Linked DNA regions of Mus musculus: region 2 is linked to region 1. A link is a contact called in public Hi-C data. All regions are on one chromosome and are shown on one strand. Each heading gives the region's core, a stretch centred on a gene start, on an enhancer-like site or on the middle of the called end of the contact. The rest is flanking DNA. Distances are from core to core; before and after follow the strand shown.

Evidence for each region. Hi-C and Micro-C count contacts between places; a contact is called where the count stands out from the background.
Region 2: a contact with region 1 is called in a Hi-C map of CD8 T cells, with 10 times the contacts expected there. The contact joins the promoter of Tpst2 here to the promoter of Crlf2 in region 1. A contact is called at or near these places in 2 of 484 Hi-C or Micro-C datasets (CD8 T cells and regulatory T cells) and 2 of 115 datasets of contacts at active chromatin or transcription factors (Th17 cells and thymic regulatory T cells).

The regions. Positions count from the first base shown.
Region 1 is chr5:109,555,986-109,561,306 of GRCm38.p6, forward strand. It overlaps Crlf2 (cytokine receptor-like factor 2), which reads right to left and starts at 3,008. Exons shown (of 8, transcript NM_016715.4): 1 at 2,820-3,008; 2 at 1,533-1,629; 3 at 1,016-1,182; 4 at 435-577; 5 at 34-196. The coding sequence starts at 2,898.
Region 2 is chr5:112,275,335-112,280,655 of GRCm38.p6, forward strand. Tpst2 (protein-tyrosine sulfotransferase 2) reads left to right here and starts at 1,411. Exons shown (of 7, transcript NM_009419.5): 1 at 1,411-1,437.

The DNA of each region.
Region 1 (5,321 bases), core at 1,758-4,257:
TGAAGCCTTGACAACCCCAGGCCAAGCCCTCACCCGCGGATGCTGCCCCGGAAAGCCTTGTCACCGCTGTCCACTCGCTAGGCTGCGCCTCCAGGCCATAGTGCGCGGCCCGGGGCGACGCCCGAACCCGGAAGTCATAGCAGCGTACGGGGTCGAGCCCGCCCACTGTCAAGTCACAGCAGGGCCCTGAGGTCGTCTGCGGAGAGGGGGGGGTTGTAGGGGGTCGGAGGTCACTGGAGGGTTCAGAGGTCACAGTTTGGGGCCAGAGGCGAGAGAGGTCGGGCTGAGGCGGGAAGGATTCAAATGTCATGGGTGGGGTCAAAGGCCATGCATCTATTGTTAGGGTTGGAAAACGCAGTGTGCGGGGGCAGGAGGTCGCAGGTGGGGTCAGAGGTCACGGAGGGGCCGGCCCTGCCCCCCATGAATTCACTCGCCTGCCAGGCGTCCTCATCGTCATTGCTCTCCCGGTGCTGCACCTCGTAGTCCAGGCCCAGGTAGGAGTGGGCAGGCCAGGAGACAGTCACGTCCCCGTCTGGTGTCCAGAGCAGCGTCACATTCCAAGGTGGGCGGGGCTTCACTGCGGTGGGGAAGGTGGGGGTGGGAGGAGCTGCTGTGACCTCATTTGGCTTAATCCACACCCACCGAGAGTCTGGGTGTTGTGGCGGTGACATCACTTTCTGTCCCACCCCCGCCTGTTTCATGAAGGCCATGCCCATCGGGATGAGGGAAGGGGCGCACTTCAGAGAGCAGGACACGCCTACTTCCCATTCCTAAGAACCACTTTCTGTCTATGCTCCGCCCACCGGAGTCCAAAGGCGCAGCTGTGACATCATCAGAGCACTGCCTAACCCCTGGAGCCCAATTCCGGTATCAAAGACCAACTTCCCGTCTAAGCGCCGCCCAGTTCCTGTTTGCCCCACTCAGTGGGAGTTGAAGAGACATCATCAGGCAACTTCCTGCGTACTTCCGCCCAAGGCCCCGCCCCCTCCCTCCATGTCACGCCCACACCACTCACGCCAGGCGGACGCGCGCTGCCTAGCCTTAAACACCATGGCCCCGCCTCCGTCGCGCAGTGCCAGCTCCAGCAGCCCCGCCCTCGCCGCGGGGAGGATGCACCCGGAAGTGACACCAGCGCCGGACAGGAAATATCGCGGGCAGGGTTGCAGGGCGCCAGTGCCATAACTGCAGAGTCGGGGATTAAGGGGGAAGGATCAGCTGGATGGGAAGTGATGGACCAGAAGTCCCGCCCACGAGCATCTGAATTTCAACACCTCAAACAGAAAGTGATGGGCAGAAAGGAAGTACCGCTCCTTCCTGTCATTCATCAGAGTCTGAAAGGAAGTACCGTCCCTAATCATTTGTCAATCATTAATTAGACAGGAAGTCCCGCCCACTCTTTCAGGCGTTTAAAAGAATGAACAGCAAGTGAGTGAAGAGGAATGAGAGGAAATCCCGCCCCCTCCCATATATCATTCAATGATTCCGACAGGAAGTCACAGACCAGAAGTTCTGCCCCGCCCCCCTTCACTCACCGGAACTCCAGGCTCAAGTTGGCGCCGTGGTGGTCGGGGCCCGAGCCCCACGTGACCTCCACCGTCTCCAGGTCATGGCAGACGACTGTGACATCACCTGCGGGGGCAGGGCGGGGATCAGGGGAGCAGCCCGTGACGTCAGCGCGTTCCAGAAGAGCCATCGCAGCCATTTCCCTGACTCAGACCCTTGGCTAGGGCGCTGGGAGCAGGCCGGGCCTCATTTGCATATGCACTAGGCAGGGGAAGACAGAGGAAGACATTCTGGCTCGTACGCAAATATAGGGAATGAATATGTAAACGAGAGGCCCAAGAACTGTAGCGGTGGGCGACACCTCATTTGCATATTCACAAACAGAGAAAAGGAAAAGGATTGGGGGCTCATGAATATGGAAAGCGCTTCTCGAATATGCAAATGAGCAGCTAGCAAGTCGGAGCCTCATTTGAATATACATGATCGCAAAGAAAGCGGTAGGGAAGCGGGGCTCACCACTATGCAAAGCGACCAATGGATACACAAATGAGCAGGCAGTGAACCAGAGTGGAGATGGACTGGGGAAGCATTCTTTGCATATTCATGAGGGGAAAAGGATGGAAGACTTTGTGGCTGGTGCATATGAGAATAGCAGTATATGATGAGGAGCGGGCAGATTCAATTTCGGAGATCTGAGGTCTCATCTGCATATTCATGATCAGGGACGTTGGAGCAAGACGTTGAGGCTTGTGCATATGTAAATCGTGGGGAAAATATGCAAATGCATAGTGATCCATATGGACAGGGCATCAATTCTATATTCATGAGGGGATGGAAGACAGAAATACATCGCTCATGAATATGTGTATCTCCCGATGGATATGCAAATGAGAAGCGATGAGTGAGAACTCGGTAGGGGCGAAGCGTTATTTGCATATAAGCGGGAAAGCTGTATATGAATATGCAAAGAAGGAGCGGCCCAGAGGCCTTATTTGCATATTCAGGAGGAGGAGCGAGATTGTGGCGGCAGCACTATGCTAATGAGGTCAAGGCGGGGTTTAGGTCTCATTTGCATATTACTGAGGAGAAAGCGCCGAGCGTAGGGGGGGAGGGCGGGGCTCATGCATACGCAAAGATCAAAATGAATATGCAAACGAAGCGCTATCCGATCGCCCTTAGGAGGGCCAGAGGCCTTATTTGCATATTCATGATGGGACGAAAAGCAATGATGGGACGAAAAGCAACTTGGTAGCTCTTGCTCGGGCCCCGCCCACCGCGGCGATTGACAGGCAGCCCCGCCCCCGCTCACTCCTCACCCCGTGACGTCACCGCCGCCGCCGCCGCTGCCGCCGCAAGGAGCCGAGGCAGGAGGATGACCGCGAGTGCCCATGCCATGTCGCCGGCGGGGCCGCGGACGCTGCAGTGATTGACAGCTGGTTCGGTCCGAGCCGGTCCGAGTCGAGGGCGCCCAGGCCGCTTAGAGCCGAAAACGGGAAGCCGGGGGCGGGGGTTGGGGCGACGGGGCGGGGCCACGGCAATAAACGGATGCGGCGACTCACCGACATGGGCGTGGCCCGGCTTCCTCTTCCCATCAATCACCCGGATAGGGGGAAGCGGGGGGGGGGCGGGGGGGGGGGGGTGGACTCCGCGTGCGCCCCGACCACGCCCCTCGCGGCCTGTCCCCGCCCCCAAACCTCCAAGGCCCCGCCCCCGCCCATCTAATCTGCCCGGCTCTTGTGGTGCTTTTTAAGGCTTACTTGTAAATAATAAAAATTGTGTGTCTTTTATCCAAAAACAGAAGGGAGGTGTTGCTCCCATATGTCTGTTCCTCTCTACTTCTTTGTTCTGTCATTTGGTTGCACATTGACCTCACCAAGATGGAGGTGGCTGGCCATCGTGTGACTTTCTGTTCCAGGTCACTTCTGCTTCTCCCTTTCCCAGTCTCTAGGTGGCCCAGCACAAAAGTAAATCGCTTTGTTGAAACTTAAATGGTATGTAAATATTAGATAATAGTGAACATATCTTTTTCTTTGTCTTAACAAAAGTCGTACTTAATCATACAAAGATTTTAAGTAATATACAAATTTGAACTTACAAACAGGGCAGCACTGTGCATTGTTACACCAATTACTAAAGTTTGGTGGAAAATGGTTTCATTCATAAGGACACAAACCTGAAGATGTTGAGAACCGGGGATCTCAATTGAGAAATGGCTACCATCATATTGACCTGTGGTTTTGTGAGTAAGCCATGTACTTAATTAATGATTAATATAAGGTTACCCTACTTTCTGTGAACAGTGACACCTCTAGGTGCGTTGTTCTTGTGATTTTGAGGCCAGCCTGGTCTACAAAGTGAGTTCCAGGACAGCCAGGGCTACACAGAGAAACCCTGTCTCAAAAAACCAAAAAAAAAAAAAAAAAAAGAAAGAAAAGAAAGAAAGAAAGAAAAAAGAAAGGGCACTGCAGCCCTTCCAGTCGGCACCAGCTCCGGGTCACCTTGTGCACAAACTCTGCAGACGGTCCCATGGTCCCCAGAGGACTCTCCACACAATCTTAGGATCACTGGTGAGTGGAACAAAACATCTGTTCCTGCTGCAGACAAACCTCAATTGGGTCATCGATCTGCAGGGAACGAGGTTCCAGTACTTACAGGCAAGCAAGGAGTTGGCATGGATAACAAATAAATATGGACACAAGGGAGTGTGTATCTGGATTATTTTCTCAAAGCAAGCACCAGTCTTTTTGTTTGGTTGGTTTTTGTTTTTTGATTTTTTTTCGAGACAGGGTTTCTTTGTATAGCCCTGGCTGTCCTGGAACTCACTTTGTAGACCAAGCTGGCCTCAAACTCAGAAATCCACCTGCCTCTGCCTCCCCAGTGCTGGGATTAGAGGCGTGTGCCACCACGCTCAGCACCAGTCTTATAATACAGAAGAAAAACAAGAAAGCTGATGGATACATTCATCAAGGTACACTGTTTCTTAACACAAAACAAAGAAAATGCATACATAAAAAGATGGCGGGAGCCAGGCAGTGTTTACAACTGAGAATAGGAACAACCCTAATTAAGATCAGCTAAACACAGGAGCCAGGTGAATGCTCTGATGCAATGCTAGTCTATTGTTAAACCCACCACCAGGGCTCCTTTAGTAAATACCTGATTATCCTATTCCTCTGGGCCTAGTGAACAACTTGCACCAGGGGAATTCCATTTTACTAACCCTTTCATGAATAATACCGCAACCCACCTATTTCCTAGGCCATTGTGTATTCCTGTTTATGGATGTGACTTGGCTATTGTTTTAAGTAATTACTATGCAGACTAGCCTTGAGCTTTTCTAGCTCTGTTCTAGTAAATAGTAATGCCTGATTATTTTCACTGTCTCTACTAGAGGTAAATTTGAATGTTACTGAATAGGAAACATTCTTACTGAATTGCAAGCTCAGGGTAGGCTTCAAGGACTTTCTAGGACATTGGAACACTGGTAGAGGCTTATCTATATGTCAAAATCAATCCTTAAAGGCACTTAAAACAATACAGAAAGAAAGCACAGGGATCCATACACCAGACTAACTCGGGGACAGGTTTTGAGTGTATGTGCTATGGGAATGCCAAGGTTCCAGGAGGCTAAGTTTCCGTAAAACTCTTTGCCTCATGACTGCTTCCAGGCTTTTAGGCCTGTCATGCAGACTTCACTGGAGTGGATGTAGCATGTTCCAAAACAATCTTGATGGGCCTGTGACAGCAGGAGCAAGGACACAGGAGCCCTGACTGACCAGCGGTCGGGTTCCTTCTGATAGGTGCTGGTATACCTTGGT
Region 2 (5,321 bases), core at 161-2,660, 2.7 Mb after region 1:
CATTTTTTCCTCCCTGGACTAGTTTTGGAACCTACTCTTGCCTGGCCAGTTCCAGACCCTGCTGGGAAGGCTTGTTGAGGGGAATCCAGCTTACTTGTGGAATCATAAAGCTCAGAGAAAGCCCTCAGCGGAGCAGAAGTCCCCTTCAGGCAGACCTTGCTCTTTGATCTTTCTTCACCCATAAATAGTATAAAACTCCCAGAGCTGTGTCGTTAGTCACAAAAAAAAAAAAAAAATCTCAAATATGCACTCAGTAAATGCTATGTTGTGTGGTTTCATTTTTGGTAACTGGCTTCACCAAGACGGGGACTTTGTCAGCCCAGCATCTCCCACAGGGCAGGCACTGTTTTATAGACTACATGAATGAATGAATGAATGAATGAATGAATGACAAACACATATCTGTGTGCCTTGCTTTGTCTGGCCTGTAGAGATATTTGTGTTAGTTGTAACTAGTATAAAAATGAATTTCATTTAGTTTTGTACAGGTTTGGGGTATACGGTTTCACAACACCCTGGAAGGTCAAAGGATTTGTTTGGGTGGGAGGGGTACGTCCTTGTATGATGTGGGTCCCTCATCGAACTCATGTCGTCAGACTTAGAGGCAGGCGCTCTTACCCACTAAGCCATCTCGCAAACACCAGGATTTTATTTTCAATATTTATTTTTATTACTGTGTGTCAAGGCACACGTGTGGAGGTCGGAGACAACTTTGTGGAGCCGGTTCTACTCTTCCATCTCTGCACGGGTTTCGGGGATTGCAAGCGTCTTTACCAAACGAGCCATCTAATGTATTTTAAAATGGTAAAACACACCACAACTCGTGCGCGCGCGCGCGCGCTGTAAACAGAGGCTATAGAGGACGCAGCGAGAGGCTAGCCTACACCTTCTCCTTTGCTCTGCACACCTTGGGCTGGCTCCTTTCTGGGACCCAATCCTGTACCTATAGTGCACACCCCTGCGCTGACGGACAGCCATCCCGCTCAGCGTCTGAACGCCAGCTTGTGGCTGCGCCCTCAAGGATGCCGTGCAGAGGAGGAACGCCCTGCGTAGTTAAAGGAGCCAGAGCAGCAAGCTCTAACGGCAGGGGCTCCGCCCCCGGGGAGGAGATGAGGGCGGGGCAACGCTGGAAGGGGCGGGCTCTCTTGGCCACACCCCTTGCGTCATGGCGCTAGAGGGGAAGCTAGGGGAGGGGGAGTGGCGGAGGCCGTGCGTGTGGGCAGGGCCTATCTGGGTCCCGCCCCCAACCCTCTGGGCAAGCCTGGAGTGTCGCGGCTCTAGCGATAGACGTTGGGGGCGTGGTCAAGCACTAGGCGACAGGGGCGTGATCACGAGTGGCTCCGCCCCTTGCGTCACGACACGCGGCCCCGCCCCTCGCGGCGCCTCCCTGGCGGCCGGCAGGGAGCCGGAGTCTGCGCGGGCGCCGATTTGGGCACGGTAGGTGGCAGCGGCCTCGGCCAGTACCAGGTCAGGGCTGCGTGGCGCGGTCCGGACGGTGGGCGGCGCGGACAGGCCTGGTCGCCGCGGGAGGACGCGCGTGGCCTGGAGCCCCACCCGCGCGGCGCCGCGGGGAAGTTAACTTGCGGAGGTCGCGGCCCACGGTGGTTCTTAAGAACGCGTAGACCTCTCTTGCTCTGCCCTGTTTTGCTTGCTTCCTGCTTCACACGTGGGAAACTGAGGCCTGGGGTCACGTGCCCGGGCGCTGGGACTCACAGCTAGGACGGGGCAGAAACTCTCCCGCGGGGTTTTGTGCGCGCGAGCGAGCGTGTGACCCTCCCCCCTCCCCCCAGAGGTGGCTGCCCCTGTACCCACTGCTCCCGGTGTTCATACTGTTCCTTGCCCTCCCCAACCCCTTGTTTCTTTCATTCTAGCAGGGATGCCCGATGGTTAGTTAGGCCCAGCTTCTGCATTGGGGCAGATCGGGCTGGGAGGCTCCGGCTTAGTATTGGGGACATGCCCTTTCTCCAGCCTCTGTTTCCGGACATACAGAACTGGGTTTGTTTCGTTACCCTGAAGAAGCTGTTAAGTTATTTGTGAACCGCTGTACCCGCCTTGCCTCGCCTTGGGCTCATTCCATTTACCATATCTTGTTTTAAAAACCGTATCTAAGGATTTTTTTTTTTGTAACACTTTTTCTGAAGGTCTGATCCACTAACCATATAAATCTTCTTTTGGAAGTAAACTTTAGGTGGTTGGTGGGTTTTAGGATGCTCACATTACGCACTGATCCTCGTCTACTTTTAGAACATTTGTACATCCCCCAAAGCAGCAGTCCCTAACCCTCAACTCCCAAACCTCTTTCCCCAGACCCCGGCTCACCTTCATCTACACTACTATCTGTCTATGGATTTCTCTGCTCTGGGTGGTTCTGTGTATGGTTCCTCATGTGCATAGTATTTCCTAGTGTGGATATTGTGTGTGTGTGTGTGTGTGTGTGTGTGTAGTCCATTGGTTTGTAGATGGACAGTGGGTTGATGTTCCTTTATGGCTGTGATTAGTATTGTTGCTGGGAATACACACACTGTATTTCTCTTTTCAGTTTTGCCTAAATTTCAGGATCCCTTTAAAGTTTAACCTATTGAGGAGCTGCCAAACTCCCAAAGTGCCTTACCACTTTACTGCCTCTGGAATGTGATGGTTATGATGATATTTGTGACCAAGTCTTATCTACCTCAAGCTGACCTTGAACCCCAGACTCTCCGGTTTCAGCCCCGGAGTGCTGGAATTAGAGGCTTGTGCCACTTGCCTGGCTTGAGGTTTCCCATAAATTCTGAATATGTTTCGTTTCTTCTGAAACATCAGCGTCTTCCTGGCTTCAATGCATTTGTTATAAATGATTTCCTAGTTCATTAGTGCTCTGAGGGGTACCCTGCATGTCATCCGGGCGGTTCCTGGGACCTGCTAGTAAGCAGCAGTGGTGAGCAGATTTGTGGTTGACAGCTTCAGTACCTGTTGGGGTTAGGGCCTGGACCTGCCCACCCTCTTCCTGTGCTGGGGGAGGTAAGGTTATAAAAGAGAGTCACTGTGCTTCCCACAGTGAGGGGGGGGGTGCGCGTTCATGTGTGCATGTGTGTGTGTGTGTGTGCAAGCTCCGTCGAGAAAGTGTGTATTGAGACAGGGTCTCCTGTGACTCGGGCTGGCCTTCACGTCACTATGGAACTGAAGATGACCTTTAGCCTCTGTTCCTCCTGCCTCCACTTCCTGAGTGCTATACAGGTGTGCATCGTGACACCTTCTGCATTCAGTGCTGGGGTGGAACCCAGAGCCTCCGGCAAGCTAGGAGATCGAGCTTCCAATAGAACTGAACTCCTTTTATAATTATTGTGGGTGGTGTGTGTGTCTGTGCACGTGTAGGGTCTGGGGAGGCCGGCAGTTGATGTAGGATGCCTTTCTCTGTCGAGCCTCATCTTGTTTTTTGAGGCACAGTCTCTTGCTTAACCCAGAACTTGCCATTTTGCCTAGAATGGCCGGCCAGGGAGCCTCTGGGACTAATTTATAACTCCAACTCGGGGATTGCAGGCACACGCTGCTGAACTCAGATTTTTTTTTTTTTCTTTTTGAAACAAGACCATACTGTGTAGCCTTTGGTTGACCTGCATCTGACAGATATCCACGTGCCTCCTAACTGCTGGAATCAAAGCTGTGTACCACCACACCCAGCCTTTTCCAGGCATGCAGAGACCCAGTCTCTGTTCCGCAGGCTAGCCTAGCATGATCTCTTACCCAGTGAACTATTTCCATAGCCTTGAGCTACGTTCTTGAAGGGAGTCCGATTTCTGAACGTCAGTCCAGGCTTCTGGTAGTTACCTGTTGCAGGGTTTAAAACAGCATTGCCCTACAGGTCCTGCATGGTGTCATCTGGCTGTGGCTGGTGACAGAACTGGGGAAACAGAGCCCCCGGCACTTAGTGTAGCTCCACCGTTCTCCACAAGTTCCTTGGTGAAGAAAGTAGTCTAGGAATCAAGGGAGCTCCCTGGGCCTCGAGTCCCTGCTGGGGAATGAACGTACATCCTCAGAGCTCAGTATGGCATCTTGAGCTCCAGAAAGCCTCCAGGGCATTGTGGGTGTATTTGTAGCTAGACTGTGAGTCGTGTGGCTTCATAAGTGTATCTTTCGAGAGCTCAGGTACGGTTTGGGTGGCTTTGACGTGCCAAGCGACCTCGCAGAAGTTCCCCTGAGAGGAAGTCTGTACTTGCCCCGTACCGTCCATGTCTTGCTGCCTGCCCAGTGTCAGACATACCGCAGAGGTCTGGGATGCCCCTCTCCCCCATCCCAAGCCGCGGGCTGAGGAGGAATTATGGGCACATGAGTCATTTGAAATAGCTGAAGGGCTGGGCCAAGCTGGAGAAATTGCAGTGGAGGACAAGGGGGAACAGACATTATTGCTGGAGAGATGGCAGCTGGTGGCCCGGCTGCCAAGTGGATGCTCTCATTTGCCAGGCTCTTGACCTAGGCTGGCTTGTGGGAGAAAGATGGCAAGGTCAGAGAGCTGGCACCACCTCTCTTAGTATCACCGGCTCTGCTTGGAAGCCAGGCCTGGAGCTGTTGCTGCTTCTTGCTACCCCTGGGCTGAGTTTGCAGAGTACAAGTAGCTGCTACCTCCTGGGGATAGGAGGGGGCATGATGTCATCAGCAGTCCAGTTTGCCCTTTGCAAACCTCAGTGATTACAAACCTGGCTGAACAGTGCAAGGCCCACTGAGTGCCAGCCATTGGCCTAGATGCTTACAGCCCTTAACTCGGTTCTCCTGACGGCAGAGGAGGCACAGAGCACAGAGGCCTCAGTGGTTGCTGCTGTCGGGACTATAGGGTCATGCAGCTGCCAGGTTGGAGACAGATTTGAGGCCAAGGCTATCCTCATCGGTTACGGACCTTCCTCTCTCATTTCCCTTGGTAAGGCCCGGCACATGAGCCCCTGGGCTCAGTGGTTACAAGTATTAGCCACTCTTGTGCACATTTGTATCTGCCTATCTCACTTCCTCCTGAATGGCAGGGTGGACAGACACAGGGTTCTCGCCTTGTGAAGTCCTGGAGGCTTGCAAGCCCCAGTTCCCTCCGGATGGCTGTGGTATTGGGCAAGGCGCTTCCCCTTCTGGGCCTGTTCTTCCTGCTAGAGAAGGGATTCACTGCCTGCGGGTTTTGTTTAGCTCCCTGGTGATGTGGCTGTTCTAGGTTGGCCAGCTGGCTTTGAACCTAGGATTTCTATGCATGCTGGACAGGCTCTCTCCCATTGAACTACAACGGAGGTCTACTCCTGGTTCATTTTGAGATGAGGTCTTACTAAGCTGCCTAAACTGGCCTAGAACTCTCTCTGTAGTCCAGG